7 separate regions of the Mus musculus genome follow, and regions 2, 3, 4, 5, 6 and 7 are each linked to region 1. Evidence: chromatin contacts called from public HiCAR-type and promoter capture Hi-C data. All regions are on one chromosome and are shown on one strand. The core of a region is the stretch at or near the end of the contact, and the rest is flanking DNA. Distances in the headings are between cores, read along the strand shown.

What was found. Promoter capture Hi-C pulls out the DNA fragments that hold promoters and counts their contacts. HiCAR-type assays count read pairs that join an accessible place to other places. Capture Hi-C pulls out chosen DNA fragments and counts their contacts.
Region 2: a contact with region 1 is called in a promoter capture Hi-C map of liver, with 2.7 times the contacts expected there. The contact joins the promoter of Heatr3 here to the promoter of Aktip in region 1. A contact is called at or near these places in 2 of 39 promoter capture datasets (embryonic stem cells and pre-B cells), 1 of 115 datasets of contacts at active chromatin or transcription factors (astrocytes) and 1 of 9 other capture datasets (liver).
Region 3: a promoter capture Hi-C map of pre-B cells shows a contact between it and region 1, with 5 times the contacts expected there. The contact joins the promoter of Bbs2 here to the promoter of Aktip in region 1. A contact is called at or near these places in 5 of 39 promoter capture datasets (the 3T3-L1 cell line, the C10 cell line, hippocampal neurons and 2 more) and 1 of 115 datasets of contacts at active chromatin or transcription factors (astrocytes).
Region 4: a promoter capture Hi-C map of pre-B cells shows a contact between it and region 1, with 4 times the contacts expected there. The contact joins the promoter of Tent4b here to the promoter of Aktip in region 1. A contact is called at or near these places in 3 of 39 promoter capture datasets (hippocampal neurons, liver and pre-B cells), 1 of 115 datasets of contacts at active chromatin or transcription factors (astrocytes) and 1 of 9 other capture datasets (liver).
Region 5: a HiCAR-type map of astrocytes shows a contact between it and region 1, with 9 times the contacts expected there. The contact joins the promoter of Ogfod1 here to the promoter of Aktip in region 1. A contact is called at or near these places in 3 of 39 promoter capture datasets (hippocampal neurons, liver and pre-B cells), 1 of 115 datasets of contacts at active chromatin or transcription factors (astrocytes) and 1 of 9 other capture datasets (liver).
Region 6: a contact with region 1 is called in a promoter capture Hi-C map of pre-B cells, with 2.8 times the contacts expected there. The contact joins the promoter of Amfr here to the promoter of Aktip in region 1. A contact is called at or near these places in 3 of 39 promoter capture datasets (the C10 cell line, hippocampal neurons and pre-B cells).
Region 7: a promoter capture Hi-C map of liver shows a contact between it and region 1, with 3 times the contacts expected there. The contact joins the promoter of Adcy7 here to the promoter of Aktip in region 1. A contact is called at or near these places in 4 of 39 promoter capture datasets (hippocampal neurons, liver and pre-B cells) and 1 of 9 other capture datasets (liver).

Annotation. Positions count from the first base shown.
Region 1 is chr8:91,132,579-91,135,422 of GRCm38.p6, reverse strand. It overlaps Aktip (thymoma viral proto-oncogene 1 interacting protein), which reads left to right and starts at 1,396. Exons shown (of 10, transcript NM_001302266.1): 1 at 1,396-1,523.
Region 2 is chr8:88,136,538-88,139,381 of GRCm38.p6, reverse strand. It overlaps Heatr3 (HEAT repeat containing 3), which reads right to left and starts at 1,497. Exons shown (of 15, transcript NM_172757.3): 1 at 1,225-1,497; 2 at 935-1,107. The coding sequence starts at 1,362. It overlaps Mir7071 (microRNA 7071), which reads right to left and starts at 1,176; the gene lies at 1,108-1,176.
Region 3 is chr8:94,097,131-94,099,974 of GRCm38.p6, reverse strand. Bbs2 (Bardet-Biedl syndrome 2 (human)) reads left to right here and starts at 1,466. Exons shown (of 17, transcript NM_026116.3): 1 at 1,466-1,739. The coding sequence starts at 1,623. It overlaps Gm39226 (a long non-coding RNA gene), which reads right to left and starts at 433. Exons shown (of 2, transcript XR_879106.1): 1 at 1-433.
Region 4 is chr8:88,198,420-88,201,263 of GRCm38.p6, reverse strand. It overlaps Tent4b (terminal nucleotidyltransferase 4B), which reads right to left and starts at 1,382. Exons shown (of 12, transcript NM_001372333.1): 1 at 762-1,382. The coding sequence starts at 1,360.
Region 5 is chr8:94,035,754-94,038,597 of GRCm38.p6, reverse strand. It overlaps Ogfod1 (2-oxoglutarate and iron-dependent oxygenase domain containing 1), which reads right to left and starts at 1,400. Exons shown (of 13, transcript NM_177767.4): 1 at 1,156-1,400. The coding sequence starts at 1,309. Nudt21 (nudix (nucleoside diphosphate linked moiety X)-type motif 21) reads left to right here and starts at 1,559. Exons shown (of 7, transcript NM_026623.3): 1 at 1,559-1,821. The coding sequence starts at 1,706.
Region 6 is chr8:94,011,239-94,014,082 of GRCm38.p6, reverse strand. It overlaps Amfr (autocrine motility factor receptor), which reads left to right and starts at 1,443. Exons shown (of 14, transcript NM_011787.2): 1 at 1,443-1,864. The coding sequence starts at 1,622.
Region 7 is chr8:88,292,815-88,295,658 of GRCm38.p6, reverse strand. It overlaps Adcy7 (adenylate cyclase 7), which reads right to left and starts at 1,455. Exons shown (of 28, transcript NM_001037724.4): 1 at 1,397-1,455; 2 at 525-632; 3 at 1-87.

The DNA.
Region 1 (2,844 bases), core at 147-2,646:
ATCTGGGAGAGTGAACATCCCCAGACTGAGCTGCGCCACCTGAGGAGATGTGGAAACAGAGAGCTAGAAGGGGAGCTGCCAACCAAGAGAGGCAGCTTGGTCTAAGAGACTGGCTAAGAGAGTAAGGGGTAAACTGAAAGGAGCAGGTAACCAAAATGGCTGAGTTACATGGGGAAGGGCTTCTAGGGAGAAAGGCAGCATGTTTCCCGGGCGGGGAAAAATTAGAGTAGGGGCCAGACATATCTTGTAACAAGTAGGGACTAAGGGATGCAGGCCACAGTAGAAACAGAGACTGTAGGCTGCAAGTCTGGCCATTTAAGATTTACACAGCCAAATATTGCCAGATTTCTTCCTTCCTTCCTTCCTTCCTTCCTTCCTTCCTTCCTTCCTTCCTTCCTTCCTTCTTTTTTTTTTTTTTTGGGGGGGGGGGTTCAAGACAGGGTTTTTCTGTGTAGCCCTGGCTGTCCTGGAACTCTGTAGACCAGGCTGGCCTAGAACTCGGAAATCTGCCTACCACTGCCTACCAAGTGCTGGGATTAAAGGCGTGCGCGCCACCACTGCCCGGCGCCAGAATTATTTCTTAAGTACATCAGTGTTGTTCGATAATAGTCGTTACAGAGGGTCATCTTGGCCACTGGGCAGAATTATGCTTTTCTCCAGAGAAACGGGGCTTTATGTCAGGCCAGAACTTCAGGATGCTTGTATCCGTTAGAGACACGTTCTTTGATACGCTAATGTGTTTAATGGCTGGTTGTAAATCAGGGTTGTCTTTTTTTTGGTTATGGGAATGGAACCTAATGCACATCAATCCCCGGGAAGAAACATTTACAGAATTCTTTCTAACAAGCCTGATAACTTTGGATTTATTGTAAAGGTAGCACTACCTCAGCTAAATTCTACTCTGTGTCACTTATTGTCTCCTAAGCAAGTTGATTAATAAATCCCATCACTCCCACCAGGGAGCTGCAGACCTCCCTCTCCAGCCAGTGGCTCAGAGTCCAGGCCTGGATACCGGCTGACGCTTGGCGGAGCCAAGAGCTAGCAGCAATCACTGCCGGAGACTGGCTATAGTGGCTGCCGCATAAACCTCTGGGTGGGTATCCATGGTGACTGACACACGCCACGTCCAATGGCGGCCTGGTGCCTGTTTGTTTCTCGTCCCAGCCTCCCCAGGGATTGAAGCTTCTTTGACTGACAGCTCGTCCCTGGGCGCTGTTACGTAAGGGGGAGGTACGAGCGCGGCCCCACCCGAGCGGCGCTAACTTGATTGGCAGGACGGAGCTCCAAGCCCCAACACCTCCCGGAAGTACGTTTTTGATGGACGGCGAGAGAGAGCCATTCGGCATGGGTATCCGAGCGGAAGCGCCCAGTCTAGGGCGTGTCCAGGGCGTGTCCCGCTGAGGGCAGGGCGGGGCGGGGCTCTGCGGGAGAGGAGCGGCAGGGGCCGGGCTGCAGGACAGCCGGAGATGCTGTTGGCCCGCGGTGGCGCTCGGCCCCCAGCGCTCCGCACCGAGGGCATCCAGGTAAGCGTCTCACCTCTGGGCTGGTGGCTACCGAGTCGTCAGGACAGAGGGTTTGTGTCCGCGGCCCGGCGTTCGGTTCCCTGGGGTGCGCTAGGGACCGGGGCGACGGCGGCCGCGCGGGGACACGGGGGCGGGGCCGCACCTGTGCGCTGCAGGCACCTGCTGCACCCGAGGAAGAGGGCGGCAGGGTTGGTGGCGCTCTGCTCCGCTTGGTCTGCCCCTCCTGCGCTGGGTCCCGTCTGTCTGGCGAGGGGCTGACATGAAGCCCCAGGCTCTCGGCCTCGGCTGCAGACTAGCGGGCCCAGCCAGCCTCCAACTCGCTTCCAGGCTAGGGCCGGGCACCAGCCTTACATCACCTCGGGACAGGTTTGTCCAGATTCTCTACGTGCTCCGAAATGGGATTGTGCCCCGGGCCAGGGTGCCCGGCCCAGCTAGCTGCCCAGCCAGCCGGGCTGTCGGAGGCCCGGGCTGTTTACTTTTCCTCGGTCCTGTCTGGTGGCCTCTTAATGTGGAATTTCGTAAACCCTTTTTGGGGTGATAACATTAGTTAGCTCTGTGTCACAGAAGAACGATGGTAGCTAGGTCTCATTGGCCCTCTGCGGTATACTCACTGTCGCATAGGTGAAGATGCAGACTTCGCTCAGCTGTGTAAATGCATGCAATCATTTTTTTTTTTTAAGAGTCAGAGGAGCAGGAAGTCTGGTGGTATTTTCTGCGAATAAGGATGGAACCTGTTTTCCTTACATCTGTCATTACTATTGGACGATGTCATGCTATGCTTATGGTAGATTGCTCATCTAGCAAACTGTAGTTTCTGAAAAGTTGGCTACGGTTCCTTGTGCTTATGTTGCTATTGGAACCACTGAGTTAAAAATATGGCTGCGCTGGACGGTACATGGTACCTTTTGGAGGAACTGAGGGCCATGTACTGAATTTTTAAAGGCAGAAGACATGAAAGGTGCCCAGTGCCAGTACATTTACAAATAGGAAATGCCACGCCTCTCAAGAGGTGAAGAAAAACCTTGAGAAAACATGTGTGTCTAGGCAGTGGGTTACTAGTCCTTAAGGAAAATATATAGTTTTCATTTGAGCCAAACAGGAACATAACCCTCCTTGAATTTTTGATGCACTATGGTGTCAGCCACCTTTAAAAGCAGGTTTGCAAAGCCCTACCTGGCTGCAAGTCAGCAAGTTAGTGGGAGAAGTGGGATCCCTGTCCTCTGGTTTAATTACTGGGTGACACTGTCTCCTGGAAAGCACGGCAGCAGTTATAGGCACTGGCTGGTACCCACCCATGGATGCTATATGCCCACAAGGCACT
Region 2 (2,844 bases), core at 248-2,747, 3.0 Mb after region 1:
ATACATAAGCCTATGAGGGACATTCTTATTCAAACCATCATACCCCTAATAGTAGTCTCTGCAATTACTACTAGTTGTATTTATACATATAGTAATTATTTGGTTAATAATAATCAATATATTCTTAACACTAATCTTACTCAATAGACTTAAGATTTGTTTATTTATCTGGTTGGTTGGTTGATTTTTTCAAGACAGGGCTTCTATGTGTAACAGCCCTGGCTGTCCTGGAACTCACTAAGTAGTTCAAGGTGGCCTTGAACTGGCCTCGTCCAGTGGCTGGCACACAGGTGCTCCATCCAATATTTATTAGACTGAAACAATACACACAGGCAAATCTGTAAGAGCACAAATACTAACTTTCTGTCCTCTCTACAGTTCATTAGAGTGGCTTTTGCTTTTTGGCCTTTTTGAGATAGGATTTCTCTGGGTGACCCTGGATGTCCTGGAACTCACTCTGTAGACCAGGCTGGCCTCAAACTCAGAGATCTGCCTGCCTCTGCCTCCCTAGTGCGGGAATTAAAGGTCTGTGCCACCATGCTAGAAGGTCTAAATTTTACTGAAATTCAGCCCAGTCTTTTTGACAGTTTCCAGACACCCTCTCAGTGGAGCGCCTGCAAAGAGATCTTACATGCTGAAATGTCAGCTGTACTTGGAGCCCAGACTGAAAGACTATCCTATCAGGGACTCTATGGTGGGTTTTGAGATGGGGTAAATGTGCATGAGGTTTGATGGTTGGTGAAGCGCCAGGTGGATACAACAAAAAGTGTGTGAGCCCCGGGGTCCTTCGGTGCATGAATTCACATCTCCATCCACTGCAAACCTGAGCTAACTGGCATGTTATTATTCCCCCAGAAGTAGAGAATGCATCGGGCGAGGGTGTCCCAGGTTTGTTTGCTCGCAGGGACACTGCCTCGGGCCCTCTCGGGCTCACCTCAGAGCTCCGGCCGCCGTCTCCCTTACCGCCAGACTCGAGTCCAGCAGCAGCGGCCCGAGCCGGCGCACAGCATCCCGACGGGCTAAGTCTGGTAGTGCGGGCCGCTGCTGCACTAGCCGGGCCAGTCCCGCGCAGGCGCACTCGCGGACCTCGGCGCTCGGGTGCTGGAGCTGCGGGAACCGAGACGTCAGAGTCGCGTAGTGAGCACGCGCGCTGCAGCACCTCGCTCCCGGGCCCCCGGGCCCCCGGCCGCCCGCCGCCCGAGCCTGGCCATGCCCTCGTCCCACCTTCTCCAGAAGCTCCGCCGCGGGCCCATCGTCCTCCTCGTCCCCAGTCCCGTTCGACGCGGCCGCCGCCTCGGCCTGACAGCTCTCGATAGGGGAGAACTGAGGTCGCTTGAAGCGCTTCGTCCGACTCTTACCCATGGCGACGGAGGCTGCAGTGACAGACCAGAAGAGGACGACTGCAGCAGCCGTCGTTGGGGCCCACCGGGCCCGTGGCGACTTCCAGGCTCGACGTTACTTGGCGTCTCCCCTCAGCGGGTCCAATGTGACGGCCTGAGCACACATGGAAAAGCAGCACGCCTGCGCAGAGGGCGGGAGCAGGGACTGCGCGTGCGTGTAATGTGATGTGGGCGGGGCCATCCCTGACAATGGGTGGAGCCCTGGATGTCCCTGGGAATGTTAACACACCCATCTCATTTCCATCGTACAAACGTAAGGCTTCTACAGAAATTCAACTGTACGAAAGGCAAGTTCAGCCAGCAAGATGGTGGTGGATCTTGACTTTAATCTCAGTACTTTCTTTACCATTCTTAGGAGCCATTCCTCAGCCACCCATAGGTAATAGTTTTAGAAGAAGCCTAGTGACTTTCAGCCAGTCATTTCATTGTGCTAGGGACTGAGACAACATAAAAAAGTTTCTCATAAAATATTTGTCTAATAATTTTTTTTAAAATGTGTGGTATATGTGTAGGCACACGTGCTGCCTCATTCGGGTGGAGATCAGAGGACTCCTCTGAGGAATTGGTTCTTTCCATCAACAACAGTTCCAGGAATCAAACTCTGATTTTTCAGGTTTGCATGGCAAATGCCTTTATTTGCCGAATCATTTCATCCTTTTTTTTTAAAGGTTACTATTTTTTTTCAAACATCTGTTTGAAATATAGCCTTCCTAAAAGAGACTCTTAAGTATATTTTCTAAAAACTTTTGGTGGAGTCCTGTAGTTGTTTATTTATTATATGTAAGTACACTGTAGCTGTGTTCAGATACTCCAGAAGTAGGCATCAGATTTCGTGACGGATGGTTGTGAGCCACCATGTGGTTGCTGGGATTTGAACTCAGGACCTTTGGAAGAGCAGTCGGCACTCTTAACTGCTGAGCCATCTCACCAGCCTGTAGCTGTAAAAGCCACTTCAGAGTTTGACATCATGGCATTCTGCTTCATGCTACCAGCACGTCCTCTATAAACCAGGGAGCCTCCTCTGTCTTCCTGGAGCTCTCCTGAACTAGTCTTAGGCCTGGGCAAAGGATAGCTTAAGTTTAGCGTTCCTTGAACTGATCATTTGGCTATCACCTGGGGCATATTCTCAGATCTACTTAAAATTCCTTCTGTTATAGGTAGGGATGTATTCTGGAAATGGGAGATATTTAAAAATGCCCCACTTATGGGGCCTGGTTTAGTGTCCTCATTCTCCTGCTGTCCCAGCAGACACATCACCATGGGCCCTTCATGTATTTTGTGTGGCAGTTATCTCTGAATTGTCCCTGTCATCAAATGTGTGCAGGAATGAGCCTCAGCAAACGAGTGATTGCCTAGCAAGTGCCAGGCCCTGAGTTCCAGTGCCAGAGTTTCCAAAGTGTGCAAACAGAAAAGCTATCCCTATATGCTGTCCCTGCTAGCCTGG
Region 3 (2,844 bases), core at 217-2,716, 3.0 Mb before region 1:
ACATGGCTGATGACATGAGTTTGGTCCCTAGAACACATGGTATTGTTTTACACACACACACACACACACACACACACACACACCATATACCATACATAATTAATGTAATGTAATATGCTATACTATAATATAAGCATAACGGGGAGGGGCTGGGAAGGAGTTTAAAAGAGAGGATAGGTGCTAAGGGATAGAATAATACATAGCCAAAAGCTTGGATGTGGGTTTCAAGAGGGAACGACTCACTTAGTATCTTATCAGCTACATAGACTGCTTAGTAGCTCTAGTTATATCTCAATGGGCTGTTAGGAATTCCACCCCACTCCCATCTTCTTTCTCTCTTTTGTTTTACTTTGAAAATTAGCTTACAAAGTAGCAGGTCTTTTATGACATTTTCATGCATACTATGGCTGGCTGATCCTTCTCACCTGCTAGTTCCTTTCTTCTACTCCCCCCCCCCCCCCCCCCCCCCCCCCCCCCCCCGCACATTTACTCTTCTTTCTTTCCCTTCTTTTTGATGAATACGTTTATAAGGTGACTTCACCGGTGCTTTGAGTAGAGTTTGCAATTTGCTAAGATGAACCGACTTGTCACAAGGATGTAAAGAGTTAAGTCACATCATTTATTTAAGTAGGGTTTCTTGTGAGGTCCCTAGCAAATTACAGATTTACAGCTGGCAAAGGAGAAAGGCCATGTCCGTTTAGTACTTAAGCAGGATTCAGTGCTTTTTCAACATTCTTAGTTGAAAGTCTTTTCATATAAAGGGCATGTTGTCTCTAGCTGAGCAACTTTGTACAAATGCTAATTGTCCTGAAAATCTTGACTCAGCTGGTGGAGCGCCTTAACTGGACTTGGGAGAGAAGTACTCTTTCCCTTCCCATGTCCCTCAACTTTGCATCGTTCTCTACTGCTTTATATTTACCACCTAAACTATTTAAATAAACTATACTCTTTACTTTTATCTTGAGGGGATTATTATTTTCGGGTTACTATTGACGTTTGCCTGGGCATAACAGCTAAAGCAAGGGATACACTAAGCACTTTAACGTTAGTTTTGTTTTGTTTTTTTAATCGTGCGTGTGCATGTCCTTGGAGCTGGTTTTCTGCTTCCAACTCGGGTCATCAGGGTTGGTATCAAGTGTCTTCACCCACTTAACTATCCGCCCCGTAAAGCCTTAGTTCTTGAACGAATGAAAGGGTGACATAGTGTGTGGCGTGTACGGGGTGCAGCTTGGCTGACACGCTACAGAGAATCCTGGGGAGGTACTGGCTTAGACACCGCCATCCCAGACGCCAAGGTAAGGCTTCATCTAACACTAATTTACAGCCGCAGTCCGAGGACAGACAAAGAACGCAGGCCAACCAGGCACGACGCCACTGCGCAGTCGCAGGAGCTAGTTGGGACTTGCGTAGCTCTGCCGCTGGGAGGGTCCGCGCAGGCGTAGAGAGAGTTGGCGACACCGATCGCGCTCTAGTCTGCGCTTCCGGCGCCGGGCCTGTGGCGTTCCGCAGTCCTGCGTGTATTTACCTCCTACTCCTCATCCGCTGCTAGGCAACCGGCCGGCCAAGCTGCTTGCCTTGCGCCTGCGTCGGGCATCTGTCTTCCGCCCCTAGCTGGCGCCATCATGCTGCTGCCTGTGTTCACTCTGAAACTGCGCCACAAAATCAGCCCCCGCATGGTGGCCATAGGGCGCTACGACGGGACTCACCCGTGCTTGGCTGCCGCCACCCAAGCGGGCAAGGTAACCGCTCCCACCCGGACTCCTGCCTCCTCCAGATCCCGCCCCTCACGCTGCCCCGCCCCCTGCCCGCATTGCCTGGCAACCGGTCGCCGCTGTCCTTGGCTCCAGTCCCATCAAAGTGGGATTTCAAAGAACAGCTTTGTAGCAGTGACGTTTTTTATCACCAGGTTCTCAGTGTTGAACAGTATTGAGGACAGATCAGGAACCTAGGGAAAAGAAGTCTCAAGAAAAAGGAGCGCTTGTCCAGGAGTAGCAGCGATTGCTGACTCCAGATTCATGCCCAGGGCCTCTGCTTGCCTCCAGGATTCTCTTCCATATTTGCCTCTTTACAGTGGAGGAAGCGGGTGGGGTGGGGACAACAACCCAATGTTAAATTCAGATTGTAGTTTTGGTCCTTGATCACGTACATTCAGATCTTATCCCCATAACCTAAGTGTTCATTAAATGGTTATTATGAGCCACATACTGAGAAAGGGGTGTCAGGGTCACAGATAAAAAAAAAATTCAGATTTAGACCCAGTTTGCAAACAAAAGAAATTGTGAAAGTGAGATTGAATTCTTGTTGTTAGACTCAGCAGGTATGCCAGGTACACAATTGCATTTGTGTAAGGAGTTTTCAAGACACTGCCATGTGTGTTGTATGTTACCTTATATGCTACTTCTAGGGTTCCGTAGCAGGAACATAAGGATTCGTTTAAATGGGTTATGATTTCATAAACTGGTATGGTGAAGTAAAATGCTGAACATTCGTCTTGGTATGTGATGCTACTAGTTAAGAGGCGCTACCAGTCCTGAGGTAGTGCTACACATTTGTTATTTTATCTGTTCAAGAGATTGGGATCATAAGTTCAAAGCTAGCCTGGGCAACATAGGAAGACCCTGTCTCAAAATTAAAATTTTAGAAGAAGGGAGTTCTTTGTCCAATTGTCACTTGGATAAAGGCATGCACTGCTAAGTTTGATGACCTGAGTTCTGTCCTAGGGACACACAACATGGAGAGAGATCTGACTCTTGTAAGTTGTTGTCATCTGACCTTCACATGTGCTATAGAGCCTGGACACACACACATACCCACACACACACACACACACACACACACACACAC
Region 4 (2,844 bases), core at 133-2,632, 2.9 Mb after region 1:
CTACCTCTGCCACAGTGACAACCTCACAGTGAGAAGCTGCCGACCATGAACTCCTGCAAAGTTCTGTCAGGGCTCAGAAAAGCTCACCATCTATGACAACTTCAAGCTAGCTGTCACTCAGTGCTTTCTGCTCACGACAGACATGGCAAACACTGGCTTTTTTTTTTTTTTTCCTTAAGTAAATATAAAAGATGGGCCAAAGGATCAAGAGCAGGCAGTGTCTTTCAGGGCTGAGGAGATTTTCGTCGTGGACTGGGGGAGGGGAAGGAGCATTCTGGATGTTTCTATTCTTGGCAAGAAGAGCACCTCCTGGTCCTAACATCTAAAGACGCTAAGGCAGAAACGTTCTCAGGAAGTTAACTAGCCCGATGCTAAGGGGCTTCATCTTGGGGTGTGGTGGTGGGGAGCAAGGTGTGGAGGACAGAAAGGGATCAGAGGGCAGGCTGAATTCTAGAGCATAGAAAGATCCAGGAGAAGGACAAGCAAGAATGCATCGGGAAGGTGTGGACAGTTAGGAGAGGAGGAAGGTAGAGATGACTACGAAAAGGAGAGGATAGCTCCACTTTTTCCAAAGGAATTCCAAAGAAAGGTCCACCGAGACTGGTCAAGCTATGAAGGAATGAATGGCCACCGATGCTCTGGAGGCCCCACTGGGGCTCCCCATCCCCCACCCATCATCCCCCCCTCCCGCCTGTGGGCGTGTTCCCCGCTGTGCGGGTGTGCCGACCCTCCAAGACGCAGGCCACGACGCCAGCACTCACCCCACGACTCCCTGGTTGTAGTTCCGTCGCTTCCACGGGGTCCCGCTGTACACGCCCCCGCCGCCGTCCGCCCGTCCGCCTCCGGCCGCGCGCCCTCCGCTGGGCTGCAGCAGGCTGTAGTTGAGTCCGTAGGTGCTGGCCTTGTTGTCACGTTTCCTCTTGTTGCTGCTGCCCGAGGCCGGGTCGGTAGACTCGGAGGCGGGGAGTGCGGCCGCCGGTCGCGGGGACGAGGGAGCCGATGGGACCGGCGACGCCGAGGGGCCCGCCGATGCCCGCCGTGCCCAGGCCGCCGGCTGGTGGTGATTGTTGTTGTTGTTGGTCGTCTCCAGGGGCAGGAAGTCCCGCTGCTCCGCGGGCACGGCGAGGCCGCCCAGTGGGCGCTCCCCCGAGCGGAACATGCCGGCCGGGGCCGGGGCCGTGCCGCCGGGGCTGCCGGGGCCGCTGCCGCTCCCGCCGCTCGCGCTGCTCGCGCCGCTGCTGTGACAGTGGTGGTTGAAGTAGAGGTTCCTCAGCCCCTGGGTCGTCTCCCAGATCTGCATCCACAGACTATTGGACGGTCCGAGCTGCTCTGGCTGGAACCAGGCGATCCTCGGATCCATCAAACGGCGGCGGCCGCTGCCCCCGCCCCTCCCGGCCGCCCGCAGGGCCGCCGCCGCCGCCGCTGCCTCAGGCGCACGCCCGCCCTCGGCCGCCGCCGCCGCTGCCACCCGGGTTCCGCCACGGGCGGCGCGGTAGCGCAGGGAGCCTGGCCGGCGCCGGCGGCGTCGCTCCCGCCCTCGGGGCTCGCAGGCCCTCCCCCCTCCCTCCGCCCCTCCGCCGAGCCCCTGTCACCGGGGTTCCCGTGCAAATGGCGGCGGCGGATCCCGAGAAGGGCGAGCGGCGGCGGCGGTGGTGGCGGCGGCGGCAGCAGCAGCGGCGGCGGCGGCGGCAGCGGCGGCGGCAGCGGGACGCGCCTGCTCCGTAGCGTCCGTGCTGCTCGGCCCCGGGGCGGGGCCTCCGCCGGCTCCGCCCCTCGCTCCGCTCCGCCTGCCCCGCCGCCGCGCTCGCCCCGCCCCGTCCCTGCTGCCAGCCGTCCGCGGGTTCCCCGAGGCCGCACCGCGCGTCACAGAGGCCGCGGCAGGCTGCAGGCAGCGGGGCCGCAACCGCCTGGTCAACCGTCCCGCGCTAGCTTAGCTGGGGTCGCACGTACCTGGGCCTCCGGGCACCTCGGACGCGCGCGCCGCCGCAGGACTCTGTTGCCGCTCAAGCGCCGCCGAGGCACACGAGGCGGCTGCCGACTCCGCGGAAAGTGACTGGTTTGCGCCGCCCACCCCGCTCCGGACCGCCGGCTCCGCCCCTCGGTCCCGGCGCGGCCCCGGGGCTCCTGGCCGCGCGCCGCGCGAGCACGAGAAGGGCGGGCTTCCGCTCAAGGGCCGGGTTAGCACGCGGCTGCACGCGCATCTCGGTTCCGGAGCGGTCTCAGCGGCCTCTGGGTCGCGAGTGCTGGCACCGCTGCCCGGCTGGAGGGCCACACAGCGCGGCTGTTCCAAGGTGCACTTACGAGCTCAAAGCCCCTCAACTTTCATAACTAAGAATACTCGAAGCCTTTTAAACCTAAAATCACACTACCGTTGCGGTTAATGATCGTTTTTCATAGAATGCCCATTTGTGTAGCTTTCTTCTGGCGCGAAAAATAACCAAAAAGGGGGCAGGGGGTGGTTGTCAGTAATTAACATTATCCAGAAGACTAGAACACTTACTGTGCGCATGCTTCAAGCTCGCTGCAAATTCCAGAACCGAGTCCCTGACTGACACTTGAGTTTTGGCTCTGTGCCCAGTTCAATATCCTGGAAAGTTTGGGGTGGTGGTGATTGGTTTTGTTTATTTACTTATTTTGCAAAGGATTAAAAATCTGTTTGTCACAGAATGAATCATTGCTCTACGTTTTTTCTTAGGGGGAAAAAAAAAAAAAGAATACAATGACCACTGGCTGAGCTAATTGTAACTCTATTAGAGTGCTTGCTTAGCACACGAAATGCCCTGAGGTTGGTGCCAGACCCTCAGCAGGAAAGGAGAATCTCCGATTCATGGCCATCCATAGCTA
Region 5 (2,844 bases), core at 151-2,650, 2.9 Mb before region 1:
CGGATCCCATTACAGATGTTGTGAGCCATGAGGTTACTGGGAATTGAACTCAGGACCTCTGTAAGAACAGTCAGTGCTCTTAAACACTGAACCATCTCTCCAGCCCCACATTTTAGATTCTTAACTCATTCTCTCCAGAGCGAAGTAAAACAAATAATAAGAGTAGCAAAACTGGCTGGCTATTTCTCTTTAATACCACCCTTTCTTTCCCTAAATTTCTGGGTTTAAAAACAAAACAAAACAAAACAAAACAAAAAAAAAAAAAACAGGTGGTTTTTAACCTCTAACTGATTTCACTTCCACTAGATTATGAATAACAACCAATCTTGACCCAGTGGTGCCTTATAAGCATTATTTCATTTATATTCTCTACAACTGAGGAATCGATGATATAGTCACTACGCCTTTGCAACAGACAAAGAAACTGAGAAGTCTCTGGGCAGCCGGAGCCTGCATTTTATGTAATCATCTTCTGCCTGCGTCCTGAGCGCCCAGGGGTTCCCCTGTTTAAACACTCAAATGAAACAGACAATCGGCAAGTCTGAGAAAATTCAAGACGCACCCAGCCAGAGTCACATTGTATAAGGTAATAACTTGTAGCTATGTCTGGAATGATCGTTCCTTTCAAGATTATGTTGGTTTTGTGCGTCACTTAGGCCAACGACAAGGTACGTGAAAACTGGTAAATCCAGGTGCTTGCTTCTCTGGCAGCTTTCAACACCAGCGTGGGTTAGACAGTCCACGTAACAGCGGAGAGTGACCCTCGCTTGCTAGCTATTTACCGGTTCTCAAGGAAACGTTTATGAATGTCTACAAACATTAGTTTGTCAATCCCATCTTTCGGAGGGGGAATACTATTAACGATTCCGTTTTATAAACGAAGAAACTGGCCCTTAAGCAAAGTTATATGCATTGCCCAATGACGTACAATCAGCAGAGGGATTCTGAGTGACCTCTGATTCTAGAATTCAACCCCCAGGCTACATGTCTCCCACTTCCCCATAGTGTCCGGAGCTTATATTTATTTTCCTCCCCAGGCTTGCCAAATCAAGCAGAATATGGAATGAACCGAGCAGCAGTCAGCGCCCGGGTCGGAGGTGGCTGCGATCCTCCCCACACCTCTTGCTGCCGCGCCTCCCTACAGCACCCCATTACCATGGCTGAACGGTGTCCGGCAGCTCCAGGCCTCAGCCACCTGCTTCCTCAGGATTTCTTCAGTGACAGCGTCCGAAAACTCTGCCGATACCTGCTTCTTTCCCTTCTTCATTGGCCGCGCTGGGCCAGGATCCGCCGGCCGCTTCCCGTTCATCTTCTCACGGTGCACAGACCCACGCCAAGGAAGTCAGGACGCTACTTCCCTCCAGAAACTACAGTTCCCGAAAACCCTCTTTCCTTATTTCACCAGCATTACCCAATGGAAAGGCAGTAAAGCACAGGGAGGCGGGATCTCCACAAAAATAACCAATGGGAGATCAACATATTGCGTCACGCCGCCAGCAATTGGTCAAATGGTCGCAGTGGCCTGCCTCCCAACTTCCTGCCTCCGGAGCGTATTCACTTCCGGCGTGTGTTCCGCGCCTCTTGCTCTCGACTGTTAATGGCGGGTGGTGGCTGCTGAGCGGGACGCAGATAACCGCTGCCCGCCCCGCGGACGTCTCCCCGGGCCCCCGCTTTCTGCACGTCCCCGGCGTCGGAGCTGTTCAGCATGTCTGTGGTGCCGCCCAATCGCTCGCAGACGGGCTGGCCCCGGGGGGTCAACCAGTTCGGCAACAAGTACATCCAGCAGACCAAGCCCCTCACCCTGGAGCGCACCATTAATCTGTAAGTGCGGCGCGGCCTCGGCCGTTGATGCTCTCCCAGTGCGCGCTCCTCCCTCACGCCGGATGCGGGTTGTCCCTTCCGGGATGCGCGCTTTCTTTCCTAGACCTGTTTCTCGACCCCGACTTGGCAGTTTTCCTATTTTAAAAGCGAGGTTCGTTTCCCCCTTTCCCTTCATTCAGCCATGGTTAGAACCTGCGTTTGCTTTGAATTCATAATGTGTGTATCCTTTCAATCCGTTGCTGGTTGTTTCATCGCACATGTATTTGTGTTTATTTGAACAATTCTCAGTTTTGTAGGGTGTACATTTCTTTTACAGTAACTTTTCCAGATTAACCTCTGACATCCTAGTTTTTTTTTTTCCCCCTTTAAATGTTGGGTAGTGTTCCATCCAGTGGCCACATTTTATTAATTTTCGCGCTGTTTGGTCTACCTTTTTGCATTTGTATGTCTTGTCTACCAAAGTGCCAACATACAGTATCATTGCAGACTCCCAGTAGACCTAAAATTGCGAGGACACACTCTGTTGTCTGGTTGTACTTTCAGAGGTCGGAGGTACCTTACATGTTGTCCCGACAGCCTGTTTGCAGGCTGTTTTGTTTTCAACAAACCTTTGTCTTAAGCAGATGATTGCATTTCGGGATCACTCAAACAAAATTTTGTTGTGGCAAGAAATTGAGATTGGGATATAGCTTATAATGTTTGGTACCTCATTCCCTAGTGTGGAGCTGATTCTAATGGGAAAAAAGTGTCCAGTTTAGACTGGTTATTTGTTTAAAATGTGCAAGACATTGCTGAGAGTGGGGTTTGTGTAAGTCATTTTAGTGACTCACCTTTCATATTCAAATAAATAAACAAATCTCTCATATTCAAGTAAATAAACCATTCCTCCTAAAACTAAATGTGACATGAAGTTGAAAACTTGTTGAGCTCTTGAGAACTGTTCTCAAGAACAACTACTACTATTGTTTTTGACAAAACAAGTAATGGCACGCAAACTTCGGTAATGAAATGCAAGGTTTATAA
Region 6 (2,844 bases), core at 194-2,693, 2.9 Mb before region 1:
AAAGATTTCCATTATTTGGACAATAGTGTTCCGGCTTGGTATTTTATTTTTACATTTAGTTATGTGTGGGGGAGACACAGATATGGAAGTCCGAGGACAACTTGGGGGAGTTATGAGAATCAAACTCCAGTTTGTAGCAAATGGTTCATCTCACAAGCCATGTTGCAAATGACTGGGAACGAACCAAAGGGAACTATATTGTACAAAGACTCATGATGAGATGTTTTTAAGAATTATAACAGTGGTTAATTTTCAGATTTAAAAGATCTATAGAAATATTTGGCATGAAAAAATACTACAAAGACAATTTCTCCACATTAGAAAATTTGGAAAATTCAAAGCTGTTTACAGAGCTACATTCTGGGATAGGCACTAACACATGGCTCGGGGATATAATAATTAAAAACTGTACCCTATGTTATCTTATGTAATTCACATAGATATAACCTGCTGTTTATAGTGTACAATTCAGTGACTTTGAGTGTATTCATAGTTGTATAACAGCAACTTTAGAAATTCTCACTTCAGGAAACTAGTACCCCAACCTGTCACTTCTTTAGCTGTCACCTCCAGTTCTTTCAAACTCCCCTTCTACTCTACATTGCATGCATTTGTCTTATCAGCGTGGTCACACAGAATTTAGATATCTGTGTGTGGCTTGATTCAGACATCGTCAACATTCTCTGATATTGTAGCATTATCTGTACTTTATTTTCAAACGCTATAATTCGAGGTTTGCCTCTCTGGTTTTTAGGAGTAGTGCTACTGTCAGCCTCAATGTAGGGACTTTGTGTGGGTGTCTGTTTTCATTTCTCTTGGATGTTTACTTAACAAGCAGTGTAACTGCCAGGACGAAGGTCACCCTTTGGTTTACCTTTTAGGAACAGGTATTTTCCAAGAAACTAAGCAGCATTTGACATTCTTACTTGTAGCTAAGAGGGAACAGATTTTTATTTCTGGTTAAATTGGTTCCTCCGTTTTAAAAATATTCTATCTCAAGGCTTCTCTTATTTCCTAAGCATCATGTCGCTTCTTTAGGACACCAAGGAAGCCTCTAGTCTACAGGGTGGTGGGATGGCGGGTTTACCAGCTTTGGCGGGGAGGAACAAGCGACAAGTGGCCAGGGGCAGGGGTCCCGCACCCTCACCCTGCCGCCTGACCACGCACACAGGCCTGCCGTCATTGCCTACGGGCCAGGCTCACCCCAGAGCCCGGCTCGGGTGCGCTCGTGGCTTCAGTGGGCCCAGGGTCGCCAAGGATGCTGCAGGGGGCCGGGACGCGGGGCCCCAGGCCGGGTCCTGTGCTCTCGGGGTTGCAGAGCGCCGGCTGTGGGCGGGGGACGAAGGCCGCGCCCCCGCGCCCGTCCCGCCCGCGTCCCGCTAGGGGCGGCGGCCCGCCCCGAGTCCGCCGAGGCTCTTCCGCGCCGGCAGGGGCAGCAGCGGGAGCGGCGCGGGGCGGAGCGGCGCGAGCAGCTAGGAGCGGCCCGGCTCGGCCCGGCGCAGCGGCGGCGGCAGCGGCAGCGGCAGCGACGCCAGAGCCCGTGGGCGCCTTTCGCAAGGCCGCCGCAGGCGCCTGGCCGCAGCGCGGGAAGCCTCGGGGGCCGGAGCCCGTCGCTGCCGCCATGCCGCTGCTCTTCCTCGAGCGCTTCCCGTGGCCCAGCCTCCGCACCTACACGGGCCTCAGCGGCCTGGCCTTGCTGGGCACCATCGTCAGCGCCTACCGCGCCCTCAGTCAGCCGGAGGACGGCTCGGGTGAGCCGGAGCCGCTAACGGCCCCACTGCAGCCCGAGGCGCGCCTGACCGCCGGCGGCCCCCGGGCCCGCGACGTGGCCCAGTACCTGCTGTCGGACAGCCTGTTCGTGTGGGTGAGCGAGGCTGCGGGCCGGGCGCGGGGGCGGGCGGCCGGGCGGGAGCCGCCATGTCACCCATTATCCGCAGGGGGGCGTGGCCGGGCCCTGACCCCGGCCTCCTCGGCCCGGGGACCGCGGCCCTCGCGTGGGGCTCGAGGCCCAGCGGCGCTGCGAGCGTGGCGGGCCGCGGAGAGAAGGTGTCGGGATGCCGGGGAGAACAGTCGAGGCAAGGGCGGTCGGACCCGCGGGCTCCAGGGCGGCGGGGTGCGGCGACCCGAGGCTGTGAGAAGCCGCGACACGTCCGGTTTAGCTCGGCGTTGTTGGGGGCGGCTCGCCGACGAAGAGAAGGCCGAAGTTAGGGGGACATTTTACTCTTCGCCAGACAACTTCGAAATGGTGCTATTTGTCAATGCGTTAGTCCCGATGGGCGCTATTTAACGAAGCAAACAGACCAGCTACGTCCTTTTATCTCACCCCCAACCACCCCCCGCGATGGTTTGTGACTGTTCCCTTTTTGACAGAAAGCAGCAAAACACTTTCGGGTCGGTGTGGCAGCCCCTCCTTTGAACGCGATTCCTCCGTTTAGCGATCCATTTTGAAACAAGGGTTCTAGTTTGTCTGCCGGTGCGAGATAAGCAATGTCCACATGCCACAAGTACTGGCTTCGTTTGTTACATCATTTTAGGCTGGGCAGATCTGAGAAAATTTTGCTCTCACCTTGCACTTGAGTGCCTCTTCTATGAACCCTCAGAAATAGGAAAAGTTGCTCCCGGATTTAAAAAATTGTCACTTGGATTTCCTGTGGCTTGGTGGGGATCGTATCTCCCCACACGGCGCCTAGAGAAGGCTGTAAATGACTGAGGGGTTAATGTTATAAGTTTGTAGAACTATAATGCAACTCATTTGTTGTAATTATTCCCACTGTGCTTCATCAGGAAGCAGCGGGATTTGTGAACTTCGTGGGCTGCAGATGACGCCTCCTGGTCCTTTGGTGC
Region 7 (2,844 bases), core at 206-2,705, 2.8 Mb after region 1:
CGCACAGGACAGAGCAAGCTAGCCACACATCCACAGGGCCTTATCACGAGGAGTGCTGAGTCGTCTCTCCTCTCCCGTTTAAAGCCCCTATAATACATATGAACAAGTCAGCATTCAACAGCTGTGGGCCTCAACCCTCCTAACACTGCGACCCTTTAATACATACAGCTCCTCATGTCATGGTGACCCCCCAACCATAAAATTATTTTTACTGCTACTTCATAACTGTAATTCTGCTGCTGCTATGAATCATAATGTAAATATTTTTAGAGGTAGAGGCTTGCCAAAAAGGTTGTGACCCACAGGTTGAGAACCTCTGACTTACAGGAGACCCGCTACTGGTTAAGGGGCCTCTCTCTGCACTGCAATAATGAACTTCCTTTAGGAAATGCTAGCTTTGGAGTCTCCCAGACCCAGCTTAGAACTCCTCCCCCAGGAAGTCTCCCCAAGCCATGGTGACACCTCCCCCTTTCTGGCAGTCAGGGGCCCCACTACCAGGGTGGAGAGACCTAACAGGGACCAACCTGACTTTGCCCTCTTGGATGGTGGGAAGAGATGAGGTCAAGGCCCTGTGGCTCTCGTGGGCTCCACAGCTGTCTCCTGGGAGCTTCCAGGTAGAGACATCTTCTTCCCTGGGGAAAGGAGGCAAGAAGATAACTCCTAGTGCCAGAGTGTGACCATGTGCCTCAGTTTCCAGGCCACACTGGGCAGAGAACAAAATTCAAAAAACAGTTCAGCTCCACCTCCCTCTGCATAGCTCCAACGGCCCAGGCATTTCCTCGCCCTCTCCTGGCCTGGTCACTCCAGGGTTCCTGAGCTGTCCTGCTTTTCCAGCAAAGGACTGATAGGTAGAAGTGAGCAGCCTGCCCCACCAGAACCCAGTAGGCCACCTAGGGAGTCCAGCAAGGCCTCTGTCCCAACAGCAAGCTTGAGGCTACTACCCACCTCAGAAGTCTCAACAGCCCACACAGCAAGCACTCGCTGTAGAAAGGCCTCCCTAGCCCAAGGTCCTGAAGGACTCTCTTCCCAGGCTTCCTGAGAGCCCTATAAGGTCAATAGGACCTGTCTGTAACGGGGGAGGGACAGGCCTGAGAGGGAAAAGCCTTCAGGGAAAGCAACCCCTGTGTCACCTAAACCACTGTCTCACCTCCAAAGTTAGACCGGCCCTGGACTCAGAGGCCCTTTCCATAGCTATGTGAAGCATGGGTACCCTCCTTTGGTCTCCCCAAACTTCAGCCTTCCAGAGCTTAGGCTGTAGACTGGACACTAGAGGTTCACACATGGAGCCTTTGTCCCAGCAGGCCCTGCTCCTTAAACCCTGGCCTCCCTTGAGGACAATTTTCCAGGGACCCTTGTACCTGGCCAGAACACCAAGAACCCCAAACCCCTCGCTTACCCCAGCCCAAAACTCTCTCGGCAACTTCTTGGGTCTTCCTGGTGGCTGTGGGTTTTGACTGATTTTGCTTCCCCAAATAAGCCCCGCCCTTTCATCATTGAGTCTGAGTGGCCTGAAAATGCTGCCCATCACCCACCTCATAGCACATCCACTTAGCCAACTCCTCCAGGAAGACCACTTGGTCCCTCCCACCTGGCTTCCCCAGGGCTGCCCTAGCCTGTTACTGCGGGGGTGTAAGGTACCTCCTCACAGGCTGAGCACTGCTCAGCATCTTGCAGGGCAGGCGTGCAGATCCTATGCCACATTGCAATAGAGCCAGCACCCAGTGGGCAGTGTAGGCAGGCCCAAGTGTGGAGGATCCCATCTGACCTCCATAAAGCCACCCTCTAAGTCTACAAGTGCTAAAAGAACGAAGGGATCCACCGCAGCCCCATCACCAGTTCCTCTCTGGACTCCTGCCTTACACCAGGGTAAGGTGCTGAAGCCACAAGAAGCAAAATAACACAGGGTTCCTGTGCAACACATGTGGGGACAGGGGACCCACGTGACCAACTACTAAATGAGGAAAGGAAATGGGAGGGTGGACAAGGTGCCGCCTGTGCTCACAATGGAAAAACAGGAGAGCCTAGAGGTTCAGAGTGCAAGTTCTGAGCTCAGACACCTGGAAGGTGCTGTGTGGCCTAGCCACATTTAGTAACCTCTCTGGGCTTCAGCCTCCAGATACAAAGAATGAACTGGTAGTGGTACCTAACTATTAGGGGCTTCATACAAAAGGCAGCATACCATCAGCAGCACCATGACCTCGAAGGGTCATGCTAGCCTACTCTAAGCATGAGGTTTGCAGCCTAAGCAACCTTGACATACAAGGACCAGAAAGCTCTTCCCAGAGGTATCCATCTTCCTGCCTGCCCACCCCTGCCCACCACCAAGCAGTTCTTCCCCCTGACTCCCCTGGCAGGGAAAGGGATGCAGCCGTGCCCCATTCTGCCCCCCAGAGCCCCTTGGTATCCCCATGCATCTCCCTGGGGCATTTGGTATTTCAAAAGAGGCTGCCTCCCATTAGTTGGGGCCCCATGAGAGCATCACCTCCAGCCTCCTTCCCAGCCAGATGGGGTCCTGGAGATAGGTGTGGGGAGCAGGGGCGGGCTGCCTGTCCCAGCCTCCTGTGATTGATAGCAGGGCCGGCCAGCCTGCCATGGAAATGAACAGACTGAAGCCCAAAGGACAAGGTGACATTCTTAGAAAATGGTGGTACCCAAGTGGGGGCTCCCCTTTTCTGAGGAGAAGGGGAGGGGGACAATGGGGGGGTACTTGTAAGGGTGGGATTGGATCTAGAGGATGTGGGCTGTGATCAGGATGTAAAGTGAATTAAATAATAAATAAATAAATAAATAAATAAATAAATAAATAAATAAATAAATAAATAAAGGAGAGGGACAGACATGTCC